Regions from separate parts of the Mus musculus genome. Here region 2 is linked to region 1. Evidence: chromatin contacts called from public promoter capture Hi-C data. All regions are on one chromosome and are shown on one strand. The core of a region is the stretch at or near the end of the contact, and the rest is flanking DNA. Distances in the headings are between cores, read along the strand shown.

The links. Promoter capture Hi-C pulls out the DNA fragments that hold promoters and counts their contacts.
Region 2: a promoter capture Hi-C map of embryonic stem cells shows a contact between it and region 1. The contact joins the promoter of Sema6c here to the promoter of B230398E01Rik in region 1. A contact is called at or near these places in 2 of 39 promoter capture datasets (embryonic stem cells and liver) and 3 of 9 other capture datasets (embryonic stem cells, liver and pancreatic islet).

The regions. Positions count from the first base shown.
Region 1 is chr3:94,985,999-94,990,066 of GRCm38.p6, reverse strand. It overlaps B230398E01Rik (a long non-coding RNA gene), which reads left to right and starts at 1,610. Exons shown (of 4, transcript XR_003954666.1): 1 at 1,610-4,068. All of the region lies in intron 2 of Pi4kb (phosphatidylinositol 4-kinase beta), which reads right to left.
Region 2 is chr3:95,161,547-95,165,813 of GRCm38.p6, reverse strand. Sema6c (sema domain, transmembrane domain (TM), and cytoplasmic domain, (semaphorin) 6C) reads right to left here and starts at 1,475. Exons shown (of 17, transcript NM_011351.2): 1 at 1,301-1,475. The coding sequence starts at 1,421.

The DNA.
Region 1 (4,068 bases), core at 361-2,860:
GTAGACAAGGAATAAAAGTTAAATTTATATATATATATATCATCCAAACTCCCAGAGGGTCCAGCATTTCCTCTCACGTCTTTGCCCAGGAACAAGGTCCAAGACCCTGTAACAGGACTGGAGGGTCATGGGTTAGTCCAGAGAGAATAAGGAGAGAGAACAGGGATTAAGGGATATCCTGGGCAGTGAACTGGGGAATGGGAAGAACTCAAACCTGAAAGAAAGGAAGTTAAAAAAGGAAAACCAGTTGTGGGAAGGTAAAACTTTCCCTCAGGCCAATTCCTGTTTGTTTTTGGAGTTGGCTCAGCCAGCACAGGGTCTAACATTTAGAAAACTGAATAAATATTTGATGGGCTGATGGCAGAAGCCATAAGGAAAGGGTTCTTGGTGGGAGAAATGGGATACTGGAGGTTTCTGCCAAGCAGTCCTTGGCTCTAATCCAGGAGTAAATTCTACCTCTCCCAGCTGTTTGCTCCAGAGACCGAGGGGCTAGGACTAAGCAGCACAACATTCCAGCTGCCGTCTGTGAGCAAAGGATCAGCTGAGCCTGTCAGGGCACTAAAGCTCAGAGGGAATGCCGCCAGGTCTGAAAGCCTGGCAGGGAGATACGAATCTCTGGGAGTCAAAGGGGTCTTCATTGGTCTTAGAAGACATGGGACGGAGAGGAAATGCGGCCACGTGTGGAGCCTGCCACCCAGTCCCAGCCTGGCCCCACTTACGGAACTGAATGAATTATCAATACTCTCGGTGCTGGAGGAGAGCTCCTGGGAAAGGGCCAGAGGGCAAGGGGAAGAAAGGGTGGGGTTGGGGGGAGGGAAAGAGACAAAGGCAAAGAATTTAGCTCCAACTTGGTTCATAACTGCTTCTCTTGTGCAGCTATATCTGCTTTAGTGAAAGACAGTCAGCCTGAAACTGCCAGTTGCCCAGAGTCTAGACATCTGTGGGATGTTGGAAGGCCAGCTCAGACCTTGAGATCAAAAGCTGAAGGCCAAGGCACCTTCTGTTTTCTGTTTTATCTCCTGTTCTTACCTGAACAAATCTTCCTTTTAGATCAAAATCCTAGAGGCTCACTTCTTTCATACCACTCACTCACATGCCTTCAACCAACCCTGTCCTCAAGGGGACAACCAAAAACTGCAAGACCCTTGTGGTACAAAGTCGATGTTCTTGTAGCTTCTTGGTAATCTCAGGAAGAGCTAAACTCCTCTCAGTCAGCCCTGCGATCACCCTAGGAAGCCTAATCCCAACCTTGAACCTGTGTGACAAAGGGCATCCCAAACCCATGAACCTGAAAGCTGTGGGCTGGATGCTCAAAAAATGCAGTCTTATCTCTTCCAAACCTTCTTAGGCTTACTATCAGGCTACTGCACATGACACTAAATATATTGTATTTTTTGATGTATGTTGGACAATTAGATCCTAACTAAATCCACCTGAGAAAGCTAATTAGAAGGGCGGTGGCAATCTTGATTCCAGCCCAAAGTTTAGATCCCAATAATCTAAATATCACCTCAGCTGAGGGCAGTAACACATGCTTGTAACCTCAGTACTTACAAGGCTGAGGCAGGCGGATCAAGAGCTCAAGGCTAGCCCAGGCTACATACTGAGTCTTTCTTAGAAAACAAATAAAAAATTACAAAATAAACAACATCCCTCCCCTGTGCTAGCTGGTATCTGGGAACAAAGTGAGGGACAGCTCCTTCAGTAATCGTGGAATAGCACTCATGGACTGGGCCATCCATCCTGGATTCTATACACTATATCCTACCTGGGCAGGCAGCAGGAACAGGAGCAAGAGAGGGGGGTCTGGACTAAAGGAAAGTCTTGAGAATTCCTAGAGCAAGAAGGCAGTGGCCATTGCACTCTGTTCTATAGCTAGCATTTCAAGCCTCTGCTTAATTCAATTCTATGACTGAAGTTCTTGATAGAGGCACTACATTTGGGTTTTCCTCAAGAATTTAGGCAGAAGATCATTTGCAGGGTGTAGTCACACTTGGAAACACCCTGCTAAGGCTACAACTCTTCTACTTTGGGTAGAAGTGGGAAGGAAAGAGGCAGTGAAGATGTCAGAATCTGTTATAATCTGCTGGTCCAACTTCTATACTTATGCTAGTTGCAGAAGAAAAAAGGCAGAAAATTGGCCTAGCTGATCCTCTCCCAGACAGGCCCCAGTGGGCTCATTAATGTCCATGGCAGACAGTAGGGTCTCATGATCTGTTCTCCTCCTACTCCCTGGGCCTGAGTCACTTGTACTGAGTCAGCTTCAGGGAGTGAAGCTGAAGCCAGGAGCTGACATCACACCCTTATCAGGCTGGAAAGGCTTCCAGTGTGACATGCAGCAGATGCCTCTGTACAAAGGTTACAGTCCTGAAAAGACAAAGCTAATCTCTTTGAAGTGTCATTATGTAGGGGAGGGTGTGATTAAGGGTTGGTTCCTAAATCACTCTCTGATTCTTGTGCCACCTTGCCAACTCTATGGCAAAATATTTATCATTTGGCTACAAATAGGAAGGAAAATTGAGGCTAAGAACTGCTTTTTTGGGGGGGGTGTATGTGAGTCTGTAGGGAACATAAAGGAATCCTCATAAGAACATGGAAACTTCTGTGAGATCTGGCCAATGAAGAAGAGTTTTGTATGGAGACTCCAGGAAGAAAGTAGCCCTGGGCCTCTTCTCTCCCGGAGCCCCCATTTCACTCTTCTGGAGCTCCTCCATAGTGGGAGGAACACGGGATTAACCAGAACCCGCAAGGACAACCAAGACTGGGAGCCAGTGTCAGGGCACACCCAGGAATTCTCCTATACAATGTCTTGCCTGGGCTTTAGAAAAATGTGTAGTTCATTTTAGTAAGGCACGTGCATACTTAATGCTTCCGTAAACTTTTTAATCAAGATATACACTAACTAGATCCTTATATTGGAGCTAGAGCTTTGTTAAACTTTATCAGTTCCTAGTCCAAGAACAGTATTTTATCCTCCATCCTTTTGCACACTGTACAGGGAAACAGCTAGTTGTTTAGTGAATGTTTCATATAATGGAGGAAGAAAGGGAAACCATTTCCCTTGGTACCTCAAGCACAAAGGCGTTAGTTAATTGGCATATCATCAAAATATCGAAAGGGACTGGCAGTAATTCCTAAGCTGAAGTCTCCATGCCTAGAAACCTAGCGGTATTTATGTTTATTTCCTAAGGAGCCTCAGTGGAGTTAAGTGCCTCACTTAACTCCAGCATCAGATAACCCAGAAGGGCCTCAGGAAGTGTGATCTTTTTCCTTTTCTGGATCTAGTAACCCAAGAGGAGCCAGGTGGGGAAGAAAGGCAACTGGAGAACCCACCCTAGAGATTTAAACACTCATAGAATACCTGCCTCTCAGAGCCATCCATAATCCTGCAGCAGAAGTTAGATGCATAGAAGAGGGACCCCAGACCAGCACAGGGTAAGAGAAACCCTAAGGCCTCTGCTTTTCTGGTCCTAAGATGCAGACTAAAAAATAGATACAGGGAAAAGTCAAGCCAGACAGGAGGTACCAGTGAACCCCTCCCAGAAGCACACTCACTCTGACCAGCTCTGACCTTCCATGAGACAGCTTCCGGAGAAGCTCAAGACCTTTAGGACCTCGGTTCCACCAAGGTCTGGATTCTTCTTGCTTTGCAGCGACCTCCCTTTCTAGACCCTGGACTCTGCTGCCAAACTAAACAGAAATGGAAACAGTCTGACCTAGCTCCCAGAATGGCTTGGGCTTTGTCTATACGTGAATGTGGAAGTGTAGGTTGTCACATCCTGGGCTCTTCTTCTCCAATGACCTCTTACAGCTGGGATCTGGGGAAGCAGATGCTGAGAAATAACCTAGGCAGCTCAGCAGTGACTATGAGCACGAGCTATGGACTGGGCTCCCGGTCTAATAGTCACTACTGAGTGACCTTAGCAGTCATTTAACTTCTCTAAGCCTATTCCTCATGGGTAAAATCACACCACTTAAAGTTGTTGTGAGGATTCCACGTACATCTGGCATGCTGCCCAGCATATCAATGGCCAATAAATGCTGGCACATTTAGTTTTAGTATCATTA
Region 2 (4,267 bases), core at 226-2,725, 180 kb before region 1:
ACAAGCTAGTGCCCATACTGGAGTGGGCTTTGGTGGTACAGCTGTCTCTGAGTCATTTCTGCTCCTGTAAGTAACCCCTCACCCATATTTCTGTAAGTACCCCCAGTAAAACTTCTCAGTTCACCAAGTTTGACTTTGGTGGTATCCATATTTGGCCTCCCTATCTGGGTTCAGTAGACGTGTTCCATCTCCCCAGGAAAAGTTTTGTCATACAACAGCTCCTACACACACACACACACACACACACACACACACACACACACACACACTCATACATAATTAAAGCACCTGCTTCTCCTACCCCTCTTCGAATCCCCCTCAAGACTTTCAACACTTCGCCATTGTGACCAACTCCATTGTCTACCTGTTCTGGGCATAAAAGCTTCAGGTATTGGTGTTGATGAGGGAACCCAGGGTTCACAGATGATTTAACAGAGAGAGTGCTGGGATCTGCGTCAGATGTAGTATTTGCTAGTCTTATCTGTCCCCCAACAGTCACCCCTAGTAGCCCAACTGAAATAAATATAAATCCAACATCTAGAGCACAGGTGAAGGATTTTTCTCTGAAAGGGTAGATTTATGGTTTCTGTCATAGTGAGACCTAGGCTCTCTGGTAGGCAGAGGAGAAGTAAGGGTTTTGGGAACCACTGGCCTGGCACAGGACTCCACTTTGTAGCTAAGAATAACACACAAACATAAAGTGCTTAATCTGGACCAGACAGTGTTCTCAGGACTGTGCCTCATTTGCGTTACATCTGTCACCTCACTTAATCTCTGAGTAACACCACGAGATATAACACTATGGTTATCTTCCTTTTATTGATGTGGAAACTGAGGCTAAGAAAGGTTAGATAACACGAATCTAGCGAGCAGATGAGCAGGGTTTCATACCTGCCGTGGTTTGGTGTGGCTAAGACCTTGCACTCCTTATGTCTGTCTATTGAGACAGGCTCTTGCTATGTTATGCCAACTGGCCTGGAACTCACTACAGAGCTCAAGCTGTCTTCAGAGTTGTAGCAGTCTTCCTCCCTCAGACTCCCAAGTGCTGGGATTGTGAGCATGCAACCATCACGTTCAGCTAGAGGTCACATCTTTAGCCGCCTAGCAACACTACCTCTGAGTGAAGAAATGCCCAGGGATGAGAAGCGTGAGGTTCCAGCTCATCCCACCTGTTTGTTCCCCTTTGCTTGGCCATTCTCTTAGCTTCCCTAAGACTGGGAACATCCTCACTCCTTGCCTCTCTCTCATTCTCTACTTGCACCCCCCCCCCCCAAGTGGGCAAAGTGGGTGGAGCACTCACCTTGAAGGTCAGAGGTCAACAGAGGGGTGGGGTCCTGGGGAAAGGCAGCCTGGGCTTGGGGGAGCGATGACAGCAACAGCAGCAGGAGCAGCAGGGGCATGGAGTGGGGGGCACGGGGCATCCTGTGCGGGGCAGCTCACGCCCCAGGGGGTACCCCCTCACCCATGTGCCGGCCCTGGAGTAAGGAGACAGAAAGGGGGGGAAGGGACTAAGTTCTCTCTACCCTTGTTGCAGGCAGACTCCTCCCCAGGTCTATCCCCAGAAGACCCTATGGGGTGGGGCAAAGAGCCATCTCTGCCTCACTCCCAGCCAGCTGTCACTGTCTGTCACTCAAGGCCCTTCCCTCTCCAACTGGCCCAAACTGGTTGGTGTGCTGCCTGCTGGTGTGACCCCAGGTAAGGACAGCACAAATCCTCTGCCCCTCCCAGCCTTTCTTCCTCTCTCCTGCCTAGGTCTGGGACACTCAGTAGGTGACACCTCCTGGCCCCCCTTGTGCTAACCCCTTCTCAGCTATAATTAGACACTTAAGCCTTAAAATTATAAATAGTGACTCCTTGGCACTTGGAGAAGGAAGAGGGCACCAAGTCTGTTTCCCCTCCCCTCACAGACCCCCACAGCACCCTGGGAGTGCTGTAGGCACTGCGCCCAGGCAAAGGCAGCTGTGCGGCAGCCATGGTCCTGTCTAAGGCTGAGAAAGAACAGAAGGAGAGGGACAGACAGCCTGGGGGTCACTGACCCAGCCGAAGCTCATACTTCAGGGGCCGTTCCCATGGCTGAGGAAGAAGCTGGGCAGGGAGGGATGGGGTGTGCATGGAGGGGCTGTCTTAGCCAAAAATGAATCTGCATCAAAGCCAGATCAGAGGCTAAATTTAGCTCTGGCTGCAGCTGTCTCCTCGACCACTGGGCCCCCTCCCAGCCCGGAGCCCCCTGTTGCCTCCCTGGCTCCTAAGAACCAATGCATGCTCTCATCGTGGGGAGAAGAGCAGACCCACCCCCTATGCTGAACGAAGGATAGAAAGGACGGGTGAGAAGAAATGGCTGAACGTGCCCCGCTCTCCCCTTCTTCCCTCATCAGGCTGCCTCTGAAATTGAAATATAAATAATTCAATGACAGGCAATTGTAGCCCAAAGTCCAAGAAAAGATGGATATGGTGAAAGGGACGGTGAGACATGTCTCCTTCCCACCCAGCAGCCTCCCCCAGCCAGCTGACCCTGACTAGACCCACTGCAGGAGGTGCGTACCAGCTTCCTGCCTTCCCTTGGGATTGAAGTGAGGTGCTGAAAAGACTCCATTAATCAGGTCAGGGAGCTAGGAGTCCTTTCTTTTGTGATAGATCACAACAAGCCTTAGTTGTCCATTCCAAGTCTTCTAGAGTAGACTCTGGGCCTACAAGGCAAGCCCTCGTCCATCTCTCCAATAATTTCACTCTGGAAGCCAGGACCCAAGTGTCCACCCAAGCCCAATCTAGCGTCACTGGTGGGAAGGTTGACGTCAGGTGGAGCCCCAAGAGAGCTGGAGGAAGGGGCAGGGTAGAAACACCTAATGATGACCCCCCCCCTTCCCCAGAGGCAGAGCCCTTAGCTACCTAAGGACCCCTCCCTTGAAAGGCCAAGTCTTTCTCCCTCTCCCAACCTATGTTTCCGGGTGTTGGTACTCCCAGAAGAGAAAGGGACACAGCTTGCCTCCTATGCTCTCCTACCAGCCCTCAAGTTGCCCTGGGCAACTGCTCTCTTCACCCTGGAAACAACTTTGGTCTCTGGCAAGTGGGGAGAACAGCGGGACCCTCTTCCTGGCCTCTGGCAGAGCCTGCCTCTATCCCCTGTGCTTAGGAGTTGTAGCCTTTCCTTACCTGGGGTGGTGGGTCCTGTGGGGATGAAGAGGGATAGGAGCCCTCTGATCTAAGGGAGGAAGGGACAAAAGAAGAAGGGAAAAGACTAAATCACATCTCCCTCACCACATCCTTTAAAAGTCAATGTGCAAATCCTGGGAAAAGCTGTTGAAGCCAGTGTTGGGGAGATGCTAAGGGGAGTGCATTTTGTTTGGTTACAAAATGAGGGCAGCTTCGCACCGGAAGATATGAGGGTAGCTTTTGGCCTTTAGCCAGAAACTCCTGGAACTGCAGGACTAGTGTTGGGGAAAGGGTTGTCTGGGAGTTGTGGGGCCTGATGACCACTCCCATGTTAAAACCTTCAGACTCCAACAGCCTCCTGCAAAAGCTCCCTAGCTAGGGACAATAGAGGCTAATTTGCATCTAATTTGCATGCTCTTCATTTCCAAGCAAATGCTCTGATAGCAAGTACCCTCACCCCCTTATTTCCTCAGAGAGCAAACAGTGCTTCCCTCCTACCTAATCTCTCACACTAAGGACCCCCCAACACATGCTCACTTTCAGCGGGGTTAGACCAGCCTCTAAAAACACTCGGTTGGCCTTTTCCTTGGCCCACTAGACTCGAGTATGATACATCTTTAAGAGGGCTTCCCATAAGCTGTTTGGGGGAGCAACATCTGGGTGGCTCCCATCCAATCCCTGGCCTGGGGACAGGCATGCTGTGACCTGGAGAAATCCCAAGGAGAGACCTGGCCATTCTTTCTCCTTTTAGGTCCTCCCCTTGATAGAAAGATGAAACAGCCAGCCCCCCTTCTTTCCTCTTAGCCAGACAGCCACCTCTGGGGAGTGGCCGAGGTCATAGTCGGTGTCTAGAGGAGCAGGGGAAGGAATAGGGAGGCAGGCCGGGGACAATAGCAGGAAGTCATAGACATGGTTGCCCACCCCTGCCCACCTTCCTCAGGAGGCTCAGGAGGTGCACCGAGCCTCAAAATCCTTTTACCCTAACCTTCTCTCTCCGTCCCAGGCTTTGTACTTATCCTCCCTCCCACCCACCCCCAACGTGGATAAACCAGGTGTCTGGAGCTTCCCGTGCGCCTAGCTTGAGACGGGCCTGGGGCCAGGGGCTCGACGTGTCTCC